Regions from separate parts of the Danio rerio genome. Here region 1 is linked to region 2. Evidence: chromatin contacts called from public HiChIP or PLAC-seq data. All regions are on one chromosome and are shown on one strand. The core of a region is the stretch at or near the end of the contact, and the rest is flanking DNA. Distances in the headings are between cores, read along the strand shown.

The links. HiChIP or PLAC-seq counts read pairs in DNA pulled down with a chosen protein or histone mark.
Region 1: an H3K4me3 HiChIP or PLAC-seq map of embryo shows a contact between it and region 2, with 2.6 times the contacts expected there. The contact joins the promoter of adra1ba here to the promoter of havcr2 in region 2. A contact is called at or near these places in 2 of 4 datasets of contacts at active chromatin or transcription factors (caudal fin and embryo).

Annotation. Positions count from the first base shown.
Region 1 is chr21:32,324,670-32,328,315 of GRCz12tu, forward strand. It overlaps adra1ba (adrenoceptor alpha 1Ba), which reads left to right and starts at 1,647. Exons shown (of 3, transcript XR_012397227.1): 1 at 1,647-2,806.
Region 2 is chr21:32,225,983-32,230,106 of GRCz12tu, forward strand. It overlaps havcr2 (hepatitis A virus cellular receptor 2), which reads right to left and starts at 1,690. Exons shown (of 6, transcript XM_009295516.5): 1 at 769-1,690; 2 at 1-210. The coding sequence starts at 814. It also overlaps a transcript of ppp3ca not described here.

The DNA.
Region 1 (3,646 bases), core at 397-2,896, 99 kb after region 2:
ATAATTATTTGTTGTACTCTCCTATTCACTTCGCTAAGTTTACCCAACTATGACGACTTCCGCTACTGAAAATACCGGAAATGTGAAATGGGTTCATTAGTTGTTTCCTGATGCATGCCTTGTTTTCTGTTGGTTACTAATTACCAATACTATAGTTAAATGCTTTGAAAATAATTATTTTATGTTAGGATGGAAACCTGGTTAGTCACACCCTAATTTATCAGCTTTTCAGGTTTGGAGACACCACATGGGATTTATAGCTACACACATCTTCCAACATCACATCCTATTTTCGGTTTATATAGATGTCCTTGATCCACATTGCATTCAGATTTCAGACAAATTACAGCAGAGTGTGTTTGGAAGTTAAAGTCTCGTCTTTTCAGCTTTGTCCACTTGTTTGGTGTGCACCAGAGTTCAGTATTGGCAATGTCTAGACTTATTAAAATGGACCAGACTAGCAGTAAATTCACACCAGAGACAGAACCAAACCTGCCAAGTAACACACAAAATGACCAAGAGATCTTTGAATCTCTGACCACTTCCAGTTTTGACTGAAATATGAACACTACACGAACCAAAGACATCTAAATTATTTAAAAACAGGAAAATATTTTTTTTTAATTATTTAAAAAAAGGAATGCTCAAGCTTACCTTTTAAAGGTCCCATGGAGTGCTTTGAAATGTGCATTTTTTATTCAGTTTGACATAATCTCAACTGAAACATGAAGACAGGGAATAACATATACTGTAGAAGCTCCTCCCCTTTATAAAAAATAGCCAATAGCGTTTGGTTTCATCAGCGCTCTGTCAGTGAGAGTGGTTAAGCTCAAGCACATCAAATAAAAAGCAGATGAGAAGCATCTTGAAGGGGCAGAGACATGTTCTGTAAAAGGTTCTTAATTAGCATTGATGGTTCCATGAAGAGCCTCTAACATCTGCAGAAACTTTCGATTGCACAAAAGGTTCTTAATATAATTTTAAAGAAATAATCTTTAAAGTAAGAAAATGTGGTTCTTTTGGTTTAGGGAACCAACAATGTTTTTTTTTTAATCCCTGTGAAATAACATTTTTGGAACCTGGTTGCCCATTACAGATTACACATGACATGCCTCCTTCCAGCAGATCTCTATTTGTACAGATGTGTGATGGAGGAAATCTGTCTTATTTACACAGTTTATAAGCTTTTTATGAGTTCTCAACTAATAAACATGACACCACATGTATGAACATACAGGTTATTCAGCCCAACATATAGCATTGGTTTGGATGCTTGGTAAATTATTTTATGCCATACAAGTTGTTTTGTTCATTTCTGATCTTGATGTATTTTATGAAATCCCAGAGTATGTCTAAATGTTAAGTTTACCTATTTGTTCCAAAATACAAGTTTCTATTTTATAATGAATATTTAGTAGTGAGACTGAAAAGTTAGTTAGTAGTTATTTACAATAAAGAAACAATACAGATAGTGACAAGTTTTAAGAAATAAACATTACAACGGCTTGCCACAGAAGCACAGGTTAATAGTCCGTAAATGCGCACCGGTCTGCTTGGTCTGATTGCCTGTAGTCTCCATAGGGGAGGGAGTTTGGCGAATGCAGGAGTGGTCAGAGACAGTGCGCTGGATCAGCCGGGAACACCGGGAGAGACACTGCGGAGAACTCACACCACCAAGTTCCGGACACGCGCATCTCCAACTGGACTTTATGCAACGTTTACAATTATGCTCTTTTTCTATTTCGCGCTCGTTGCGCAACAGAACTTACGGATCCTTTGAAGCCTTGGTCTTTACTGTCTGTTTGGTATACAACATAATTTACGCATTTGAAGGTGAAACCTGCGCTTACTTTGGTATGGAGGCACTGCAGAGGCAAGATGAGTTCTGATACAGATCATGCCGCGAACTTCTTAAGCAATGCGTCCTCCGAACTGTCCGACGTCTCCAATTCTAGTTCCTCTGGAAATGGGACCGCACCGAGCTCGTTCAGCCTTAGCCGCGCGCTTCCACTGGGCATGGTTCTGGGCGCTTTTATTGTGTTTGCTATCGTGGGCAACATCCTCGTTATTCTGTCTGTAGTGTGCAACAGGCACCTGCGCATCCCGACCAACTACTTCATCATTAATTTAGCGATGGCTGACCTGTTGCTGAGCACAACTGTCCTGCCGGTGTCTGCCACGCGTGAAATCCTCAACTACTGGGTGTTCGGGAGGATCTTCTGTGACATCTGGGCTGCAGTGGACGTGCTGTGCTGCACCGCGTCCATCATGAGCCTTTGCGTGATCTCCATCGACCGCTACATCGGGGTGCGCTACCCGCTGCAGTACCCGAGCATTGTGACCGAGAAGCGGGCACTCTTGGCCATGCTGGGTGTTTGGGTTCTCGCCTTCGTCATCTCTATAGGACCCCTGCTCGGGTGGAAAGAACCCCCTTCAGAGGATGACACAGTTTGCCTCATAACAGAGGAGCCGTTTTACGCGCTCTTCTCCTCTCTGGGCTCCTTCTACATCCCGTTAGCGGTGATTCTGGCCATGTACTGCCGCGTCTACATAGTTGCCAAAAGAACCACGAAAAACCTGGAGGCCGGAGTGATGAAGGAGCACATGGACTCCAACGAGCTGACGCTCCGGATTCATTATAAAGGCTCTCAGACGCAGGAGGACTGCACCAAAGGTCACTTGAGGAGCTCGCTGACAGTCAAATTACTTAAGTTTTCCCGAGAAAAGAAAGCTGCTAAAACGCTTGGTGTTGTTGTTGGCATGTTCATCCTGTGCTGGTTACCATTTTTCCTCGCGCTACCCATAGGTAAGTATATTTTTTACTCATTGAAACCTCGCTTAATACAAACATTTTGAGGAGTTCTTGCAACTCTAGGCACCCTTGTCCTACATTTCATTGACAACATCAAGTGTGTCTTTATTTTAGCAAATCTTTAAAGTTGTTTAATTTCATTTACCATATTTTTATCAAATTTATAAACGTTTGTAAAACAGAACATAGCTTTTGCGTTTTTAGTTTTCTTTGGTGTTACGACTTTCCCAAATTTATTTATTTATTCATTTATTCATTTATTTATTTATTTATTGCAAAGTATGTCTTGTGTTCCTATTGGAAGGTTGTTAGTAGCTTTTAACAGTGTTTTGCAGTACTGCTAGGTCTAATGTGGTTTAGTTTGATCAAGATCCAGTGGGCCATGTAAATCATTCATAAAATGATCATAAAGTGTTAAAATTATGAAGTGCAATCTTAAAATGCTGCAAATAAACTTAGATAGACTTGTTAATTTCCACCTGTCAAATTTTAAACAGTAACTACACTGAAAAAAAGGCAATGTCTACTCCAAAACATCCCATTTACCAGTTTCTACACTACACTAAGAAGTTACTTTTGTTCACAGAAGCTTAATTTATTAGTTCAAAAAACAATAAACAGTCATTTTAATGTATATATATATATATATATATATATATATATATATATATATATATATATATATATATATATATATAAATAATTTCAGTGTGAATATATTTGCAAGTTTTGTGATTTAAAGATGAACTTTCATCAGTTGTTGCTCCAATGTCATAATCCTTCAGAAATCATTTTAATAGGATTATTTGCTGTTCATAAAAAGCTGTATTTATC
Region 2 (4,124 bases), core at 440-2,939:
CGAGTCCACTGTCCAAGCTGAATCTGTGGGACTCTCTGTAGTTCAGTTGTAAGCCATCAATGGAGATAACAGTGTTTTCACAGCTGAACAATGACTGGTGTCGGCCCCAACAAACGCCCAATGGGCCATTGGTGTTTATGTCATATTTACATGGTAGAGTAACTGTGTCTCCAACCAGTCCAATCACCAACTTTGATGATTCGCTGCAGGCTATAGCACAAAAACAGACGGACAATTCATATTTTATAGTTTTAGCATACATAATCAAGCAAATTATTAATTTCTTCATGCATTCTATATATTGTTATAGATTTTCCCTCAAAAAAGGCTTAATCTAGACAATTGGCTATATATAACATGTACTAAAACAGCATTTTTGGTTTTAGTGTCATACAGCACAATATGCACCATACTGCAGTTACTAATTATATATATATATATATATATATATATATATATATATATATATATATATATATATATATATATATATATATATATATATATATATATATATATAAAATATTGTTATTTAGTTTTAAGTAAAATACCAAAAGTTTTGGTACATTTCAGTATTTTAAATTCACAGCAAGTTGTTTGGCCTTTAGGCATAAACACTGTTAGGTTTTGCTAGAGTTTTGCATAGCATATAACTGTGCTAATAAGTAAGCAAAAGATGAGAAGACAAGTAAAACTGCACAGGTATAAAACATAATATACTATACTGGACATTATAACGCTATTGAAAGTAGTAGTATTGGCACTTACTTGCAAAACATATATTTGAAGTGATAACAAAAAGAAAAACAATCATTTTCTTTGCTGCGGAACACTCACTAGTCGCTATTTCATGTGTTGATGGCTCATATGCTGAAAATACAACTTCTCTTTTCCATGAGGGATTCTTGCCAATGGGTTCATTTCAACATGCTATTGGTTCTAAAGCCAGACTTAATCATTTCACAATATTATAATTTTACATCATCTGCAAACCTATAAAATAATCTTACAATTTAATTATTTAATATACAATATTAGATTTTTTAATAACAAAAACATTTCAGAAAATAAATTATAAAGTAACTCTGCCTTAAATACACTGTAAAAATGCAGGATTCAAAACAATTCATTCATGTTGTTCCAACACAAATCGATTAAGTTAACTTAATTGTTTTTTAAACATTTATGTTGATTGAACATCAAACAATTAAGTTGTCACAAAAAAAAACTTAAGAATTGTGTTGTTTAAAGTCAGTTTAAATACAAAGTTTGAACAAGAAGAAAAATGTTTTTTTTTTTGTATGTTTATATATTTTTGGGCAGAATTACTTTATGATTTTGTTTTTCTAAAAGGTTTTTGTCACATAGAATGATTATGTATAGATTACATATCAATGCACACTCATACATATCAAGCTATTAAGCATATTTTGACATTTAGTATTTACACAATTTATAGTGTTTGATATATAAACGTAGACACTTTGCTGGCATTAAATATGCTTTCTATATGCATTCAGTTTTGTTGGCAAACTTTCTGATTTGTCATAGTCACAGGAAAAGCATGTATTGAAACATAATTAACAGAAGATGGCTTGAAGATCAGTGGTTAGCTGCCAGTTCTTGTATATGATCTAAGCGATGGTTCTGTAAAAATCTGCTCCAGAATTTCCCCTAGGCTTCCATTAATCTAATTCAACAAAAAAAAAAAAAATAAATTAAAAGAAATGCCACACACACCATAGAAGGATCCTCATCCGCTTCCTTCCTTTTAAGGGGTCGTTGTGTTTCACATTGGCATTGCTGACACTACAGATCCTAAGAGGCCGATTCACGTCTAGACAGTCATATTTCCTTGAGACGGCAGGCTCGGTTTAAGCACAAATGACATAACGTTCTGGTAAAGTTAACCTCTACTGAACTCAATCAGGTTTCCAGTATGTGTCCTGATTCTTGAAAATGGCCTCGTTTTTTATATTTTCCATAATTATTTCAATCTGAAATTACAATGGTGGGAAAAAAAGAAAAGTTGTTTAGCCTCATTAGAATTTTAGGTTTAAGTTAACACTTTATTTTGAGTGCTGCTCTTTAAAGTCACAATAAATTGTATTATACACTCACCGGCCACTTTATTAGGTACACCTCAGTAGTACCAGTTGGACCCCCTTTTGCCTTCAAAACTGCCTTTATCCTTCATAGTATAGATTCAACAAGGTACTGCAAATATTCCTCAGAGATTTTGCTCCATATTGACATGATAACATCACGCAGTTGCTGCAGATTTGTCGGCTGCACATCTATGATGCTCCCGTTCCACTACATTCCAAAGGTGCTTTATTGGAATGAGGTCTGGTGACTGTGGGGGCCATTTAAGTACAGTACAGTACATAACTCATTGTCATGTTCAAGAAACCAGTCAAGAGATCATTCGTGCTTTATGACATGACACGTTATCTTGATGGAAGTAGCCATCAGAAGATGAGTACACTGTGTAAATTAAGGGATCGACATCGTCAGCAACAATACTTAGTTAGGCTGTGGCATTGACACAATGTTCAATTGGTACTAATGGGATCAAAGTGTGCCAAGAAAAAATTCCCCATATCATTACACCACCGCCACCAGCCTGAACCGTTGATACAAGGCAGGATAGGTCCATGCTTTTATGTTGTTGACGTCAAAATTCTGACCCTACCATCCAAATGTTGCAGCAGAAATCAAGACTCATCAGACCAGGTGACGTCTTCTATTATCCAATTTTGGTGAGCCTGTGCGAATTGTAGCCTCAGTTTCCTGTTCTTAGGTGACAGTAGTGGCACATTGTGTGGTCTTCTGCTGCTATAACACATTCACCCCAAGATTCAACTTGCAGTGTGTTCAGAGATGCTCTTCTGCATACCTCGGTTGTAACGCGTGGTTATCTGAGTTACTGTTGCCTTTCTTTCAGCTCGAACCAGTCTGGCAATTTTTTGGCACTAGCAATAACAAGGCATTTCCGCCCACAGAACTACTGCTCACTGGATATTTTCTCTGTAAAACCTAGAGATGGTTGTGTGGGAATCTCAGTAGATCAACAATTTCTGAAATACTCAGACCAGCCTGTCTGGTAATTAGGCACATCTTTATGAATTTACATGTACATAGTATTTTTTAAGAATATTTATATTTTGCTTTTTTAAAGTACATCTGGGTCACATGGAACAAAAAAGTTTCAACCATGACCTCCTGTTTTACAGGGCTGCACACAAGACAAAGGCCAAACTTACTTTAACTGATTGTTGTTGTTGTTGTGGCTGGGTCTCAAAAACGGGTGCTTTTCCCACATTAAAATGTACAGCGCTGGCTTTAAATCCACAAGAATCATTAGATTTAAAAGGGATTGTAAAAGCTTGAGGGAGAGTAAATTTGGATTGTTTATTTTGTTTGAATTTTTATATTGTTGTTTCATATATTGGACAATTTAATTATAGATGTTGACTTATTACATGGAATCTGGATTATGCACTCAGATTCCTTAAAATTAAGTAATTACATACATACTCAAATGACATACTCTTATAACGCTCATATTTGAAAGAGAATTTGTTGGCTTTGCCAAGATCGTTTTTAAATTTTAGTATTCAAAGAATTTAATAATTCTGGTTCTATGAGAAGAGGAAAAATCGATCCTCTCTAACTCAAGTTCAGTATTCAAATACTGTACAAAGCCATAGCCTTGTGTTGCACATCAGCTACAATCATGCACTAAATCCAATCCATTGCTGTCCTGCCTGTGGTTTGTTTGGCAGGCTCCTTCTGTTGGTTGTCTCTTTCAGAGCATTACTGTAATGGAGCTACTTACCCTTTCATTTTACATGGAAGACAATTTCCTCAATGATAGACAGTTTGCTAATCCCCTGGCTGAGGAAGACAAAACAATGTAAAAATCCTATATAAAATAAAATGCACTTTATGGGCTGATTGGTTGTGAGGGCTGGACAAGTAAACACATGGTAGTTCATCATGATAGTTTATCATGATTATGTCTAATGGTACTGGTAAGTAATTATTTAGCAAAAACCCCAAGCATTTAGGAGCCATCTTTCAGTTTTCTGTCATTTCTAGCAGATCTAAGGAGCACTCCA